Linked DNA regions of Mus musculus: region 1 is linked to region 2. The links are chromatin contacts, called in public promoter capture Hi-C maps. All regions are on one chromosome and are shown on one strand. The core of a region is the stretch at or near the end of the contact, and the rest is flanking DNA. Distances in the headings are between cores, read along the strand shown.

Region 1 (3,670 bases), core at 1,048-3,547, 1.2 Mb before region 2:
GGAATGGTCACAGTACCTATGACTTGGGGCTCTTTTGGCAGTAAACCAATCCATGGCAAACCTAGGGGCTAGCACTGGGGACTGACTCTACTACGTGCTATCAGTTCATTATTATCATTACATTATTGATACAGGATCTGGTTATATAGGACAAGCTGGCCCATGGAGCTCACTATATAGCCAAGAGTGGCTTGGAATTCATAATCCTCCCGCCTCAACCCCCTGAGTTCTGAAAGACAACTGGTTATTATTTTTAGCTATGTATGCAGAAAAGGTCACTCAGCCCATCAGGCTATGTGGCTTTGTCCCCGATGAAACCCGAAACTCTCCCAAGCATCCAACTTGGCTGCTTTGCCCTAGATGTAGTGCGCCAGCCTGTGGAACATGAAAAGACGCCCCAACCACCTGTTTGGCACACATCTGGGTGAGAAAACAGGCGAAGACTGCGAGTTCTCTCCTTGGACTCGACTAAGCTCATTGCCCAGAGGCTAGCCCTCAAATGTTTCCTTTTATCCATTATTGACTTACAGTTTCATTGATAATCATAAAAATTCCCTGGATCTTACAAAAAAAAATAAGGTGTGTGGGAGGGTTGGGGCTGGGGTGATATTATCCTTTTGTGAACATCAATCATTGTGTCATCCCTTCCTGCCTACAAACTTTAGGCTCGGTTGTTTTCCGCTGGAGTTCTCTCTGGGCCTCTGATAATTTCCCCTGCCTTTTTGTACACCTGTGGGTTAGCTGCTCTTTCTTAGGCCCAGGTGCCCATCAAGAAATTATAAGATCAGATCACCGGGTTTGGTAGCTATCTATGATTGCAGCCACCACCCCATAGTTTGGAAAGAAATTCCTTTCTAAAGCAAATCGCTTGGGCAACTGAACCTGGGACTACGGAAGGCAGCTGAGCTGAGCTAACTCAGGCCGAGGTGTAACCATTCTCTTATGGACAAGCTAATAAGCAAGGCTGTAATTTAATTCCATTCCCTCAGGAAACACCCTGAAAGGGAAATCCAATTCAAAAGTGCTTAACTGGATGCAAGAAGTTTACAGTGACTCCCACCCTCTCCCATCTCTCTTCCATGCCTCTTCGTCAAAGGGACTGTGCTCTGATTTTCATAGGGGACTTACGCTCAGTTTGGGCATTTTCTCGGAGTAGAACTGACTCTGGGGTGGGGATTGGCTTCCCAGTAAAGAGTTTGCCTAGCACACAAGATAAAGATCTTGGGTTTGATCACCAGCAGCACCACAAAGAAAAACAAAAGCAGAAAGAGCTACGGTTTACTGGAAGCCGCCATGTCTGCAACCTTTTGTTGCCATGACCTCTACCACAAGAGCAGTTGGTTGTTGGTGATTTCTTGGAGGCTTGGGGCGGGGGGGGGGGGCGGTATTATTATGGCTATATATTCCTCAGTTATGCTGTGACAAAATCAACACTGTTTCTGGCTCCAAGGCTCAACACTCAAGCCTCGGTCCATAGCCAGTGTGTTCCTTGCTTAGCTAGGCCAGCATCTCTATTATTCATTCAACCCAAAGGTCTCAGAGCCCTGGCCAAAGTCCCTCTACAGCGTTTCCCTTTCTGGCTCACCACAAGCTCCCTGGGGCCCTGGCTCATCTTCCCTGTCTCATCTACTGTGGTCATGGGAAAAAGAAGAGTAAGTATTAGCCATGGAGCTTCTCCACAAATCGAAGGCAGCTAAGTGAACCCTCTGCTGGGTTCATTTCAGCCACCAGGGTATCCCCCTGAGGTCAAAGCTCAGGAGTCCTTATGTCAGCCCCAGATAATAGATAATCTGACATGTGAGCTAAGGCTGAGACCCTAATCTAGTCTCCTAGGGACAGGACTTCTCAGAGGATTTCCGAGGCGCATGCCAGATTTCATCCACGATACAGAGTACTTGTGTGCCTTAGTCACCTCTGTGGGGACGAATTCATGGAGGCTTTGCCACAGAGTTCATATCACACACATGTCATTGTAAAACTGACTGCCCAGAAGTCCGTGATTCAGCCTGTTTTAGCTCTTGTGGTCAGGACACACACAACTTGGCAACACCAGCCTTTCCCAATTTAAGATTTCCCTTGCTTCTAACCCAGATGGTTTGATTTTTGCTAAAATCCTTAGAGTCTCTCAACCAAAGAAACGTGAGGTGACCACTTACCCCAATGACTGACTTCCCCACCAGGGCGATTAGCAGCAGGACACGGAACACCAACATCCTGACAAATATCTGTGTAGTTGAAGGCCTCTCTGTTCTCTCCCTCTGCAGTTTCTCTTCTTGTCTATTCCTTTGGGGTGGGGGCTGGGGGGTGGGGAATGTCAGTCTCGAGGGATTCCGGAACGAATGGAGAGGATGCAAATTATTAACTAGGCATCAAATACTGTTTAATGTTTTGCAAACCAACTATCTTGATTAAACAAATGGCAACTTGGGGGTTGGGCAGAGTCAAGGGGTGCCTTGTCTTAGGCAAAAAAAAAAAAAAAAAAAAAAAAGTCTCCAAAGATAGCAGACAAAATAAAGAGCCGCATGGCTTGTGGGTGCAGGTAGGAGCTAGGGAATGTTCAATGCTGTAGGTCTGGATGTATGGGCGGCGTCTTAACCACAGGATAAAGGACTCCAGATCGGACAAGAACCTCTGCCACCTCTGAGATTACTGCTAGATTTCTGATCTCCAAATCTCAAGCAGAACTAAGACATGGACGGGCTCCTAATAACATCCCACTTTATATTCATGAACGATAAATTAAAGAATGCCAAACTGTTATTGACAAACATTGATCCTGGGCCCTTTGAAGTGCTGCCCACAGCAGCTTGTTGGCTTCAAAAGTTTTCTTTTAAATCTCATTACATAAGGCTTTTACTTTTAATTATTTCCCCCCCTTTAGTTGGAGACTTTCTTTGACCAGGGGGAGGATAAACAGCCGTGGTTCTCATCTTTGGGACAATTGTTCCCACTGCTCCTTACCTAGCAGCACAGGTTGCAGGCAGGCTACAGAAGCAGAAATGACCTGGGAAGGATAGATTCTTGTGGACTCAATCGATCTCAGCTAGAGCGGATCCCACGCTCCTGTCTGTCCACAATAATCTATGTATAGGCTCCAGCAATCCTCCAACCTGGTTCTTCAATGTAGGCTTGAAATGGTGCCAAATGACTCGTGCTTGATGCTTACGTCAGCCACCCCACAGGTCACATGCACTCACGGTGCTCAGCCAGAGGCTGCTCCTCCCTCTGGAAGCCAGTGACCATGGTGGTGAGCCCCACAGGCCCTGTGAAGGAACCTGAAGTCAAAGCCGCTCACTAGATGGGTTTTGCTATGCAAACTTCACAAAGCTGTCATGAGGAGAACATCTACGATCCCATCAATATCTCTTCTCTCTCTGCCCCCTTTGATGGAATGTTCATGAGGCTGAGGGAGATGAAGAGTGAGCTCCTAAGATAGGTGGACACTCAGTAGATTTAGGTGGGGGACATGAACAAGTAGGTGAACAATCGGTTGAACAGTTGGGTATTTGTCTCAAGATGAACATCCCAGGAGTAAGTAGGAGCAGATCCGTGTGAAGACCAAATTGACTGTGAAAAAGCAGAGAGAGAGAGAGAGAGAGAGAGTGTGTGTGTGTGTGTGTGTGTGTGTGTGTGTGTGTGTGCGTGAGAGAGAGAGAGAGAGAGAGAGAGA
Region 2 (3,683 bases), core at 350-2,849:
TATTTCCCAGACAAAAACAGTGGCCAGGAAGGCAGTTGGAAGGTTAGGGATGAAAGGAGGACTGCAGGCCTCGGGCTCCTGAGCCACGCAGAAGGAGCCTCCCCGCCTTTCCAGTAGGGGTCTGCACCGCTGACCCTCACCACGCCTCCACCCAGTCTCTGACAGCCAATCAACTCTCTTCATTTCCTTTTCCCTATCTGGGGCCTCACTCCTGCCTTAGTCAAGCCCTGACCATTGCTTTCTGGGCACAAGGGGTAAAGAGACCTCGCTGGGGCCTGGTTGTTTTAGCCAAAGATGCTCGAAGGAAACAATTACTGGCAGGACGGACCAGCACTGTGAATTCAAGGCCCAGAACACTCGGCACTTGTATTCTGGATTTTAAACTCCTCATTGGATGGGCACTCAGAGGATCAAATGTTGAGAAAGGAACAAAGAAGCTGTGCAGAGGAACTCTACACCAGGAGATTTCCAAAGGCAGTTCAGATGGCCCATTATTCTCCAAGGCAACCGCACGCCTGCCTCTCTCTCTCCATTCTGGAGAACTTGACAGTAACATTGCAGGGGGTGGGGTGGGGGTTGTCCATTGTCAACATTCAGTTCCCAGAACCCGATCCACCCCACTTCAGTGCCATCCAGTTCTTCAATTGCACTTAGATGTGGAATGGGGTTCTGGGGTGTCATGCTGGGTGTGATAATGAGAGCACCCAGTCCCTGTTCCTGGGTGCTTCCTCAGGGGCCCCAGTGACAGCAGATGCTGCCACAGGCCTGGCTTTTGCCTTTCCTACCCTTCTGGCTGTCTCACTACACTGACCTCACTTCAAAGCTTTGCTTTGTCTCCACCCAGAATGGGGGCGTGGCTGTGTATTGGGCTTCAAGTGTCTTGCCACAAACCAAGGCAGTCAACCATTCCCCAACCCCCAAAACAGCAAACAAACACCCAAACCAAACTAAAGAAAAACATGGCACCCCTACTACCACCACCACCAATCACATAGATTGCTCCACCCTAGGCCAGGGCGTCCCTTTCCCAGTGAACCCTTACGCTAGCCTCTCTGCAGAGGAGGGGTAGTTGTCATGGGCTACTTGAACATTGCTGGTAACGCTATGTATTTTGAGTCAATTCCAAGTAGCAACTTGGAAGAACAAGGGCCTGGGAAAATGAAAGCCAGGGGACCAGGCAGCAGCAGAAGGCTGGCTCCCCCTCCCCTCTCCCAGATGGAGCTCCATGGGACTTGTAAGAGATGCTGAGATTTTGTTTACAAATCCCCAAGCACTTTGCCACACTCTTAGTCCCTACTGAATCACATGTTATTGTCTTGTACACTGATGCTTAGGGTGAGCTTGCTGGATGGGTGGAATTCCCCACACCAGGCAGCATAGCGGGCACCCTTAGATAACAGAGAATGTGTCGTGGGTCTGATAAGCATCACTTTGGGTCCTTAGCACTTTGCTTCCTCAGCACCCCGTCAGTAGGCCAACATCCCTGACCCACCTCTAATTAGTCCCAGGACTCTGCAACAAGGCAGAGCCACTCCATTTAAGGAATTCACATCCCAGAAGAGGGGACAGGTCACTAACAGGAACTGCATGTGACATTGGAGAGTGGAACAGTGCAGTGTGTCACGGGGCAACCGTGTCTCTACTTTGACCTTCACTCCCTTCTCTGCCCTTGTCGTAGTTTGTCTTCTTTCTTAGCTGAGCCTCTAAGCTATTTCTCCAGCAATCTCTAGTGGTTCCTAACACTCATAGATTTACATAGGCAATGCCTTTCCCAGTAAACTAAGGATAAATTTGCAAGGGGTGTATGTGTGTGTGTGTGTGTGTGTGTGTGTGTGTGTGTGTGTGACCACATGTGTCCAGGTATATGTGTAAGGATGTGAATGTGTAGGCTAAGGTCAAGTGTTGTACCTCAGGCAGTATCCGCCTACCTTTTGAGACATAGTCTCTCACTAGGACCCAGGGCCAGCCAATTAGGCAAGACTGGCTGGAGAGTGAACTCCAGGCATCTGCTTGTCTCTGCCGTCCCAGGGGCAGAACTAGAATGTGTGCACCATCATGCTGTGGTGAATATTATTTGTGGGTTTTTATCCCACCTTAGATAATTTAGTAACCAAGAAACACAAGAAGCTTTGTATTTATAATAAGTTTTAGAGCTGAACAGAGATCAACCCTTTGTGTTATTTTGTCTGTTTCTTGTTTCTTTTGTCTGTTTCAATTATCTCCGAGATATCACTTGCCAGGCTATACCTGGTCTGTTCCTACAACAGACTCGTGTGCTCATGATCCACCAACCCCAGGGTACCTTCCTCCTCCTTCCTCCTCTCTCCCCATGGTCTTTGCCTCAGATCCCAAGCCTGACATGAGAAGCCCTGCCCACCTCTCTCGGTCCAGCTAAAGACCGTAGGCATCTTATTTTAACCAATAGTTGTAAATTACAGAGCAAGGTTTGCACCACAAAAGCTGGCATACAAGAGAGTTCACCATCTGGAGGCAGCTAGACCTTGGGATAGAGTTTTTGCATTACAAGACATAGCAGCAGACCAAACCTCAACACCACCACATTCAGCATGAGGTGGCAAATACTGACAGCTGCATCCTCCCCGCCCCCCCAAGTGGGTTTTAAATACAGCTATGCATATACAACGTTAGGACTTGTGCTTTTTAAGAGTCTGTCTTTCATGCTCAGTGGGGTGGAAAACATTCTTTTTATCAGGTGATGGTGTTTACCCATTGATAGTTTATGTTAATACAGTGCCTGGTACAATAAAAAAACCCCTACGTTATCTCACAAGTCTTGTCCAACAGACTGCTTGCGCGACACTGAGGCTAATACGTTTGGGAATGCATTTCATAGCGCCTGATTTCCCAGACTGGCCTAGGGACAGGGATATATTCAGTTTTTATCACTTCCTATGACACTCAGCTGGCTGTGTCAGTCAGACCCTTAAATAGAAGCTACTGCCTTCTTGGTGTCCCAGGCTCCTGTATGTTTAATGCCTCGAGTATCTCCTTTCTGGGCCAAACTCATGAAATTCTAAAAGGGAATTACTGTTTCAGGCAGCAGTGGAAATAAAAGCCATTGGTACCCTGCGTTATTGGACTGCTTAATTTTTTATCGGTATTTCAAGATAAAAGGAGTTGTGGTAACCTGGATTGTCGGCTTCCTCCTAGGTATTGCTTAGAGATGGCTGTAAAAGCTGCTGGCACCCTGGCCTGGGGTGGCTGCTGAGGTTGAGGTAGATCTGCTCTGGGTACCTAGGATGTCAGAGACGTTTGGTTGTGTCATCACTTGCAGTGTGTTTCAGAGCACTGCCAGCCCCGCTCACCAGTGCTTGAGGGAAAAACAGGAAATACACACCAGGCAACGCAGATTCCAATAAGCTAAGTAGTAGTGTCCAGGTAATTGGGCTGCAGTTGGATCTTTCTAGGTTAGCTGTTGTTTAAAATAAGATCTTACTCAAGTCTGTAAGGTGGGTTCAGCCACCTTCACACGGTCGTCTGTGCTGCAGCAGCCACACACACAAAAGCTCATGCTTGGATGGAGAGCTGCTTGGAACTAGACTTGTTTATCTATCATACAGATAGATGCTTTTCTATCGCTGTTGGCCCACCTCTCTCCCTCGGGACTCAACACATCTCTTGGCATGTACCACAGTGGGTGGAGTTGGGGATAATTTGATACA

The links. Promoter capture Hi-C pulls out the DNA fragments that hold promoters and counts their contacts.
Region 1: a promoter capture Hi-C map of liver shows a contact between it and region 2, with 3 times the contacts expected there. The contact joins the promoter of Habp2 here to the enhancer-like site in region 2. A contact is called at or near these places in 3 of 39 promoter capture datasets (hippocampal neurons and liver) and 2 of 9 other capture datasets (adipose tissue and macrophages).

What each region holds. Positions count from the first base shown.
Region 1 is chr19:56,286,539-56,290,208 of GRCm38.p6, reverse strand. It overlaps Habp2 (hyaluronic acid binding protein 2), which reads right to left and starts at 2,297. Exons shown (of 13, transcript NM_001329935.1): 1 at 2,157-2,297. The coding sequence starts at 2,213. It overlaps Gm32257 (a long non-coding RNA gene), which reads left to right and starts at 1,539. Exons shown (of 5, transcript XR_877947.3): 1 at 1,539-1,652.
Region 2 is chr19:55,119,932-55,123,614 of GRCm38.p6, reverse strand. It overlaps a transcript of Gpam not described here. Among named protein-coding and RNA genes, the nearest start is that of Gm31418, 5.4 kb to the left of the region's middle. Within about 2 kb of position 1,599, at least 66 of the 459 cell types and tissues checked have an H3K27ac peak or open chromatin away from gene starts, as enhancers often do. A contact at or near this core is called in liver, where this site is marked.